2 separate regions of the Mus musculus genome follow, and region 1 is linked to region 2. The links are chromatin contacts, called in public Hi-C maps. All regions are on one chromosome and are shown on one strand. Each heading gives the region's core, a stretch centred on a gene start, on an enhancer-like site or on the middle of the called end of the contact. The rest is flanking DNA. Distances are from core to core; before and after follow the strand shown. Region 1 has its middle 15 kb from the start of Gm30896. Region 2 overlaps Gm26627 (a long non-coding RNA gene).

Region 1 (3,821 bases), core at 1,149-3,648, 140 kb before region 2:
CACTAAAGTTAGTGAGGGATCTACAGGCTAGGGAACACCAAGGAGGGCCCATACTACTAGAAGACAGACATAGGACAAACAGTGCTTTGGTATGAGCTTTAAAAGTCACCTGTAGCCGGGCGTGGTGGTGCACTTGGGAGGCAGAGGCAGGTGGATTTCTGAGTTCGAGGCCAGCCTGGTTTACAGAGTGAGTTCCAGGACAGCCAGAGCTATACAGAGAAACCCTGTCTCGAAAAACCAAAAAAAAAAAAAAAAGTCACTGTATTGCCAGCCATGATAGTGCATACCTTTAATCCCAGCAATTGGGAAGCAGAAGTAGGCAGATCTCTGTGAGTTCAAGGCCAGCCTGTTCTTCAAAGCAAATCCAGGACAGCCAGGGCTACACAGGGAAACGCTGTCTTGAAAACAAACAAACAAACAAACAAACAAAGGCACCTATATCTGACTTTTGTGGCTCTGACACATACTTGAGAAAAGCAATTTAAAGGGAGAGAGTTTATCTTGGGCGATGGTTTCAGAGGTTTCAAGTCCATGTTCAACTGGCTCCAGTGTTTCTAGCCTATGGTAAGGCAGACTAGCAGCAAAAAGGAATGGTCTATCTGACAACTCATTTCTCGGTGGCTAGGAAGCAGAGTAGGGGGTGAGACAAGGTATATCCTTCCAGGTGATATACCTTGGCTTCATGGACCTGCTTCTACTATCAGAGCCCTGGCTCCCAATAATACCACTGTATTACATGAAGGGATTAATCCACTGACTCAGAGCTTCAGGAAATCACCTCACCCAAATGGAAGCAGCTGGCCTTAACATATGACCCTTCAGGGGACATTCCAGGTTCAAACCAGAGGAGAACAATTTCCTCCCATTCAATGGACCCTAGGGCCAGTGATTTAACAAGCAGAGGGCGTGTGAATTGGACCAATGGTCATGGTGTTCATGAATCGTCTAACAGACATGAGTGAGGAACGTAGCTCAGGCACTACCCACATCTATATTTTAATTGTTAGTCCAGCAGACCATGGTAGTTCACATCAGCACTTAGGCCATAAAAGAAAGAAGATCAGAAGTTCAAGGGCACACACCCTGGGCTACATAGGGAGTTGGAGGACAGACTGAGCTACAGGAGACCCTGACTCAAAATATAAAAGGAAACAAAATCAGTCTTCTAATAATTCTAAGGTACAAAGGTTTAGTGTATCCCGCACTTGCCGAGCATGCATGAAACCCTGGGTTTGAGCCCACTGTCACAGACAAAAATGTTTGTGATAACAATTCTCATGCCAAGCTAGGGTTGAGAGCTACCTGCTGGGCACGTGCATGGTGCTATTACTTTCCTGGGGCCACCTTCTCAGCTAAGTCTGCTATGAAATCAGTAAGCTTTGCCTTCCTGGAAATTTGCATACAGGTCACTTTTGGAGCTAGATAATGAAGTTCCATGGAAAGAAGGCTCACTCTTGCCTTGCTGGGCAAAAGGATGTTTACCGGGGTCCTTTTTAAAATAATCCCCCACAGCCCCATCCAGCAGAGGGATTCATTCTGGTTACAGGAGGGGCACAAGCCAGTTCAGAGTTTCCTTGTGGGGCTGGAAAACAGAAATTCTTCTGATTTTCCTTGTCCCTAAAGTAAAGCATTTAGAGGGGGGAAAGTACATTAAGAGAAAACTTGAGGGCTGGAGAGATAGCTCAGTGGTTAAGAGCACTGACTGCGGGGCTGGTGAGATGGCTCAGTGGGTAAGAGCACCCGACTGCTCTTCCAAAGGTCCAAAGTTCAAATCCCAGCAACCACATGGTGGCTCACAACCATCCGTAACGAGATTTGACTCCCTCTTCTGGAATGTCTGAAGACAGCTACAATGTACTTACATATAATAAATAAATAAATCTTTAAAAAAAAAAAAAAGAGCACTGACTGCTCTTCCAGAGGTCCTGAGTTCAAATCCCAGCCACCACAGGGTGGCTCACAACCATCTGTCATGGGATCCAACACACTATTCTGGTGTATATCAGAAGACAGCTGCAGTGTACTCATATAAATAATAAATAAATAAATAAATAAATATATAAAAAAAAAGAGTAAACTTGAAATTGCAGAGTCTTTGGTGCAGTGCTGGGCCAGGGGATGGGAGGTGGGGATGGGATTTTGTGAACTTGGGCCTGGGGCTGGAGAAAGGGGAGGGTGAAGGGAAGGGGAGGGGAGGGGAGAGGGAGGGGGAACAGAGCTTCCCTGTAGGTTCAGATTGTTGCTTCAGGTTGGCTGTTCCTACTGGAATTCACCTTTAGAAAGAGGCTTTCTTCCAGCGCTGTTAGTGAAGCGAAGCGAATGCAGAGTGTCTGTAAGGCCTTTCCTTTCCTTTCCGCATGGCTGGGAACTGCAGCGAGTTACTGAGTAACTGACTACGAAGTTAATGTGCCTCAAAGGCCTTTACAGGAGCAGCAGCAGTTTAAAAGCTCTAACGAGGCAGTTAGCCCAAGGCCAAAAACTGGGAGAACCTCGATCCTGGCCTAAAAGATGCCGCCGCAGGGCAGAGAGAAACCAGTCCAATGGATAGAATGCAGCGAGCAGATGAATGAGAAAAATAGGGGTGGGGGTTGGTACAACTTTTAACCTGCCTCCAGTTGCCTCCCTGTAATGGGACTGAGCTGCTGGTGACCCACTTGGACAGGATACAATCAACTTTGTCCCTCTAGTCTGGTATCTATCAGCACAGACTCCTTTCTTTCTTCCTTCCTTTCCTTCCTTCCTTCCTTCCTTTCTTTCTTTCTTTCTTTCTTTCTTTCTTTCTTTCTTTCTTTCTTTCTTTCTTTCTTTGAGACAGGGTGTATGTACCTTTGGCTGTCCTAAACTCACTATGTAGACCAGGCTGGCCTTGAACTCACAAAGATCTGCCTGCCTCTGCTTCCCAAGTGCTGGGACTAAAGGCATGTGCCACTATGTCATGTTATTGAAGAGGTCAGCTCAGCCATTAGAAAATTCCATCGGACATACACACACACACACACACACACACACACACACACACACACACTCACACACACCTTCCTGGAAGAGACAGGTCAGAGAGCACATAGGCCAGAAGGGAGATGTTGAGTAAGCCCCTACTACCTCATTCCCTAAAGACCAATCAGTTTAAAGCACTGATCCACCAATCATATTTTGCCTAGTTGCTGATGCTTTATTCTATCCCTGGAAACCATATAAAAACTTGCCAGAACTTGCCTCCTCTCCTTCAGGTGTGGGCTAACCCCAGTGCATTGGAACAATAAATTCCTCTTGCTTTTTGCATCGATTCTGGCTCTGCATCGTTCACTCAGGGGGTCCCGGGTAAGCTAAGGCTCTTCAGAGTCTTATATAAGCACAGAGTCTTAAACATAGAAGAGTATAAAAAAGAGAGACTATAATTCTCTAGTTCCTCTTATTTTCTGCATCAAACACATCCAGAGATACACTGCTAATTATGTCTCCTCTGAAAACATTCTCACTGAAGCCTTCCCTATTCTCCTGCTTCCGCTGGGAGTTTGGGGTGTCTCAGCTCAGCACTGAAACCCCTCTCTTCTGCACTGATTTGGCTCTATTCGGTGTATTTGCTCTCTTTCATGAGATACAGTCATTTCTTACCATGCTTTATATCTGCATGAGCTGTGAATGGCGCCATATTGGACACACAGGAATTAATACAGTTGCATCTGGTCTTCTTTTACAGGCTCACTTCCCCGTCCCCTCCGCTCCCACCATGTCTTCCTACTTACCGTTCCAGGAACTCAGCCTCCATATCTTCATATTTCACCTTCTCTTCCACTGTCCTTTTCTAGAATTCCTTCCTC
Region 2 (4,217 bases), core at 93-2,592:
AGAGAGTTAGAGGAAGAGGGAACCGAAAGAAACCCAGTGTAAATGACAGTGACTTAAGGAGAAGCTAAGCACACTCCAGTCATCTCGAGGCCAGCCCACTTTAGACAGGGCCTGAGAAATGCCAGCTGCCGTTGTTGCCCAACCCCATTTTCTCTGGCCTGGGCTTTGCAGGTTCTCTGGACTGGCCTGTTTGTCTGGGAACTTGCGAGTGTGACATCAGGTTGTGAGTCCAATGGGGCATCAAATCCCAGGAATTGTGAGACATGACACGCCTCCTGTGCTGGAGCCAGCTTTCCATCCCTGAAGTGAGATGGTCCCATCCCTGTCACACATGGACGATGTCAGATGCTCACCGAAGCCCCTGCCAGGATAGAAAGACAAACTCCCTGTGCTGGAGTTTCCAGTCTGTGGGGCGAGACAATGAGGCTCAACACCTTTCAGGTAGCAGGACTGGGTGAGCTTTGAGGGGCACCACACAGGCAGCTTTGCCTGAATTCAGTGGAGAGCCAGAGCAGAGATTGATGTGGCTCCCTGGCTTGGAATGTTCCAGTAGTGTTATGACCTGTGCTGTGGACACTGCAGCCAGCTTCCTCTCTGTTTCTATGAACTGCTGCTTCCTCAGCCTTCTGAGGTATGATGTGGAAGTCCCCCACTCAGCTAGAACGGTCACATGGGCCCCTTGGACCTCGGGTCCTCACCTTTGCCCACCCACACTCAGTCTCTCTTCCCACAACCTGGGGCCGAGGAAGCTGAGTAGACACCACCGCCACCCCGGGGCACCGGCTCTCTGCTTCTTTGTCTCACTAAAAAAAGAAAAGCTACTTCCCTTTCTCTTGCTGGTCACCTCTCCTTTTCGTGATGTCCTGAGTGGACTCCATTTTGACTTTACTCCTTTGTTTGGGCCTTGCTCAAGCTGGCCCTAAACCTTCAGGAATGCCCCCACCACCCCAACCCAAACTCCAGCATTTCCTGACATCTTGTATCTCCCTATTTACACCCCAGACCCAGGGGTCTCACTAGGGCTTGCCTTTCTCATTATTTCCTTTAAACAGCTGAGGTGCAGATGTCTCACTTTCCTGTGCGATTCGTCTCCTGTCAGCCTTCCTTGGGTCTGCCTCGGTGTTAGCACCCTCTCCACTTTTGGCCTGGTTAGAAAGGCGCTCAGACTCTACTGGGTTAGATGGCCACACCTCCCACAGTCCCTGAATTTGGGTTTAGAATCTGCTAAACTCAGCATAAACATTACCCCCAAATAACTTCCCTCCCCATTGCTGCACTCTGTCACTAAAGGGCCAGGGCCTCCCTGTTGCCACCAGTCCTGCACTGTGGCTCACAGGACAGGCATTTGGCACGGAGGAAAAGGAAAAAGAAGTCTGCCTGTAAACTTTGGACTTTTGGGATTCTGGCAGTGTTCGTGGGTTGTCCCCACAGGAACCAGCTGAGGATCTCTTCAGAGTGAAAAAAAAGCAGAGAACCTGGGAGCTAAAGTCCCCTGGGGAGGCTCAGAGGCCAGGGCCCTCTCCTTTCTTGCTTACAAGGAAGAAGAGGGTGCCAGGCCTCACTAGAGTAGACCTAGAGTTGAGTTCTTTGAAGGCCAGTGATCTATCTGGGTCCTCAGCGATTTCTAAAGTTCTCCAAGCTAAGACCCTGATGCCCTGCCAATCTGTGGTGTTGGGCACACTGGAGCCATGATGGAGCTGAAGGGCCCAGAGACTATGGAGACCTTCTGCCCATATGGGGCGGTCCTTCTGACATAGCCTTCCCTGTTTCCCAGCCTTCTCTTCCTCACTGGCACTGCCAAAGCCATAGAGATGCTGGCAGGCCTTGATGCTTGACCAGGAGCCATTTCTCGGCGATGGAGGTACAGGGAGAATGGGGAGAAGAGACACATGCTCAGGCCTCTTCCAGGGTCTTCTATATTAGCTCACAACTCTACAGAGCTTTGCTGTGCAGTAGCAGATTCTAGATACAAGATCACACTGAGATCTCAATATATGCCAGACACATTAAGCGCATGTGACATCTTGATATCTTTGATTGCAGGCAGTCACTAGGCTGGAGAGGTTTCTAGTATCCCCATTTACTGAAGAAGTTAGCTGAGGTCCTGGCTAATTAACTCCATGGATTTTGGCACCTTCTCCAGCTTAAATCTCTATGCGTAGGAGGTTAAATTTTATCTATCTATCTATCTATCTATCTATCTATCTATCTATCTATCTATTTATAACTAATTTGATGATTTTTTTTTGGAAACTAACAGTAGATTTTATTTTATTTATTTGGGGAGAGGCATGGGGAGAAAGTCTCACTATGTGACTGGAACTTGCTATGTACACCAGATTAACTTCAAATTCATAGCATCTGCCTCCCTCTCTTTCCTGAAGGTTGAGATTAAAGGTATGCACCACTGCCTGGATTACTTTTTATTGTTTTTAGACAGGGTTTCTCTGCATAGCCTTGGCTATCCTGAAACTTACTCTTGTAGACCTTACTGGGCTTGAACTCACCAAGGTCTGCCTGCCTCTGCCTCCTGAGTGCTAGGTTTAAAGGTGTGCACCCAGCTAGAATAATGTTTAACTTTATTTACTATTATTGTTGTGTGTTGAGTGTGTGGATATGTGTGGATGTGTCTATGAGTATGGTGTGTATGTGAGTGTGTGTGAATATGGGTGTGAGTGTATATGAGTGTGTGAGTGTATGTTTATGTGGGTGTGAGTGTATATATATAAATGTATGTGAGTGAGGGTGTGTGTGTGAGTGTATGTGTGTGTGTATGTGGGTAAATGTGAGTGTGTGTGTATGTAGTACGTACACGGGGAACTGCAGGTGAGCTGAGATGCTCTTGTAGTCAGAGGATATCTTTCAGGATCTAGCAGCACGGATTCTAGGCATCACACTCAGGTTGTGAGGCTCGCTCTCGCCACAAGTGTGTGCTGGGATTTCTTGCTCAGGCCCTCATGCTTGTGAAGCGAGTACTGTTACCCACTGATGTCCTTCTATATACCCCACCCCGCTTCTTACAGTGTTAGGGCCTGGCACTTGCTAGATGCCCCTGAGCTAAATCTCCCCCCACCCCTGTGCATTCATTACTGTCTTTGATGACTTACTGCTTGTAGAAATGTTACCCAGACATCTGTCTTTATCTTCAAAAGTCAAGATCTCTTCTCTGAGAACATACCTCTGCACCTAAATGTTCCCCTCTTTTGCAGTATTGGGGATCAAACCCAGGGCCTCTGTGCATGATAGGCAAACCTATACCACTGAGCTAAACTTTCAGCCTGCAAAACCTTCCCTTCTATAGTTGTGTTAAGGAAGGGCCCTCTAATGACTTCAACTTAACTAGTTACACATGCAGTGGCCCTCTCTCCAAAGACGCTCGCATTCTGAAGCACTAGAGGGTAGAATTTCGATACATGAATTTGGGAAAGGGGGGCACAAATCAACCTATGAGCATTTCACACATCCTGCTGTCACTAAACCTGAGGCCGTTATTTCATTCTCATGCACAGAGCAGGTGTCTGCTTGCTCTTCACCTGAAGAGGCAGAGACTCTGAAAGAGGAGGTGGTTTACCAGAGGTGCACAGCAACTGGGAAGCGAAACACGGGGATCTAAAGCCAATTGCACATCAGTGTCTTCTGTCACTGCAGTCTGGTGATGCTAGATGCTTGGCCTTAGCTTTTGTTCAGTCTCTCTGCATCCCAGAGCTCCCATTTGTAAAGTGGACTTGATACACTGTCAGCAACAAAGCACACTGCTTGGAATGAAGACCAGCAGGCCCAGTGTCTTGCACACAGGGTATATGACAGGAATAAACACAACAGCAGCCATTCCATAGGGCAGGTCCCACATTCTGTTGGTTCTCAGCTGCTTTAGTGACCACTCTTCTGGACTGTCTTAATCAGTGTTCTATTGCTTGCTGTAAAGAGACACCATGACTATGGCAACTCATATAAAGGAAAATGTTTCACTGAGACTGGCTTACAGTTAAGGGGTTTAGTCTATTGTCATCATAGCAGAAGGAATGGCAGAATGCAGGCAAGCAGGCATGGTGGTGGAGGGGTAGTTGAGAGTTCTACATCTTGATCAGTAGGCAGTAGGAAGGGAGAGACACTGGGCCTGGCTTGAGCATCTAAGACCTTAAAGCCCCACCTGCAGTGACACATTTCTTCCAAAAAGGCCACACCTACTCCAACAAGGCTATACCTTCTAATAGTGC

Evidence for each region. Hi-C and Micro-C count contacts between places; a contact is called where the count stands out from the background.
Region 1: a Hi-C map of liver shows a contact between it and region 2, with 2.8 times the contacts expected there. The contact joins two enhancer-like sites. A contact is called at or near these places in 11 of 39 promoter capture datasets (the HPC-7 cell line, embryonic stem cells, epiblast stem cells and 6 more), 4 of 15 datasets of contacts at CTCF or cohesin (CD8 T cells, the G1E-ER4 cell line, the NIH/3T3 cell line and 1 more), 48 of 484 Hi-C or Micro-C datasets (the AML12 cell line, the AtT-20 cell line, B cells and 27 more), 9 of 115 datasets of contacts at active chromatin or transcription factors (CD8 T cells, bone marrow-derived dendritic cells, bone marrow-derived macrophages and 2 more) and 3 of 9 other capture datasets (adipose tissue, liver and pancreatic islet).

What each region holds. Positions count from the first base shown.
Region 1 is chr6:29,659,433-29,663,253 of GRCm38.p6, reverse strand. No RefSeq gene overlaps it. Among named protein-coding and RNA genes, the nearest start is that of Gm30896, 15 kb to the left of the region's middle. Within about 2 kb of position 2,398, at least 19 of the 459 cell types and tissues checked have an H3K27ac peak or open chromatin away from gene starts, as enhancers often do. A contact at or near this core is called in liver, where this site is marked.
Region 2 is chr6:29,520,021-29,524,237 of GRCm38.p6, reverse strand. It overlaps Gm26627 (a long non-coding RNA gene), which reads right to left. Exons shown (of 3, transcript XR_868831.3): 3 at 1-361. Among named protein-coding and RNA genes, the nearest start is that of Irf5, 4.5 kb to the left of the region's middle. Within about 2 kb of position 1,342, at least 11 of the 459 cell types and tissues checked have an H3K27ac peak or open chromatin away from gene starts, as enhancers often do. A contact at or near this core is called in liver, where this site is marked.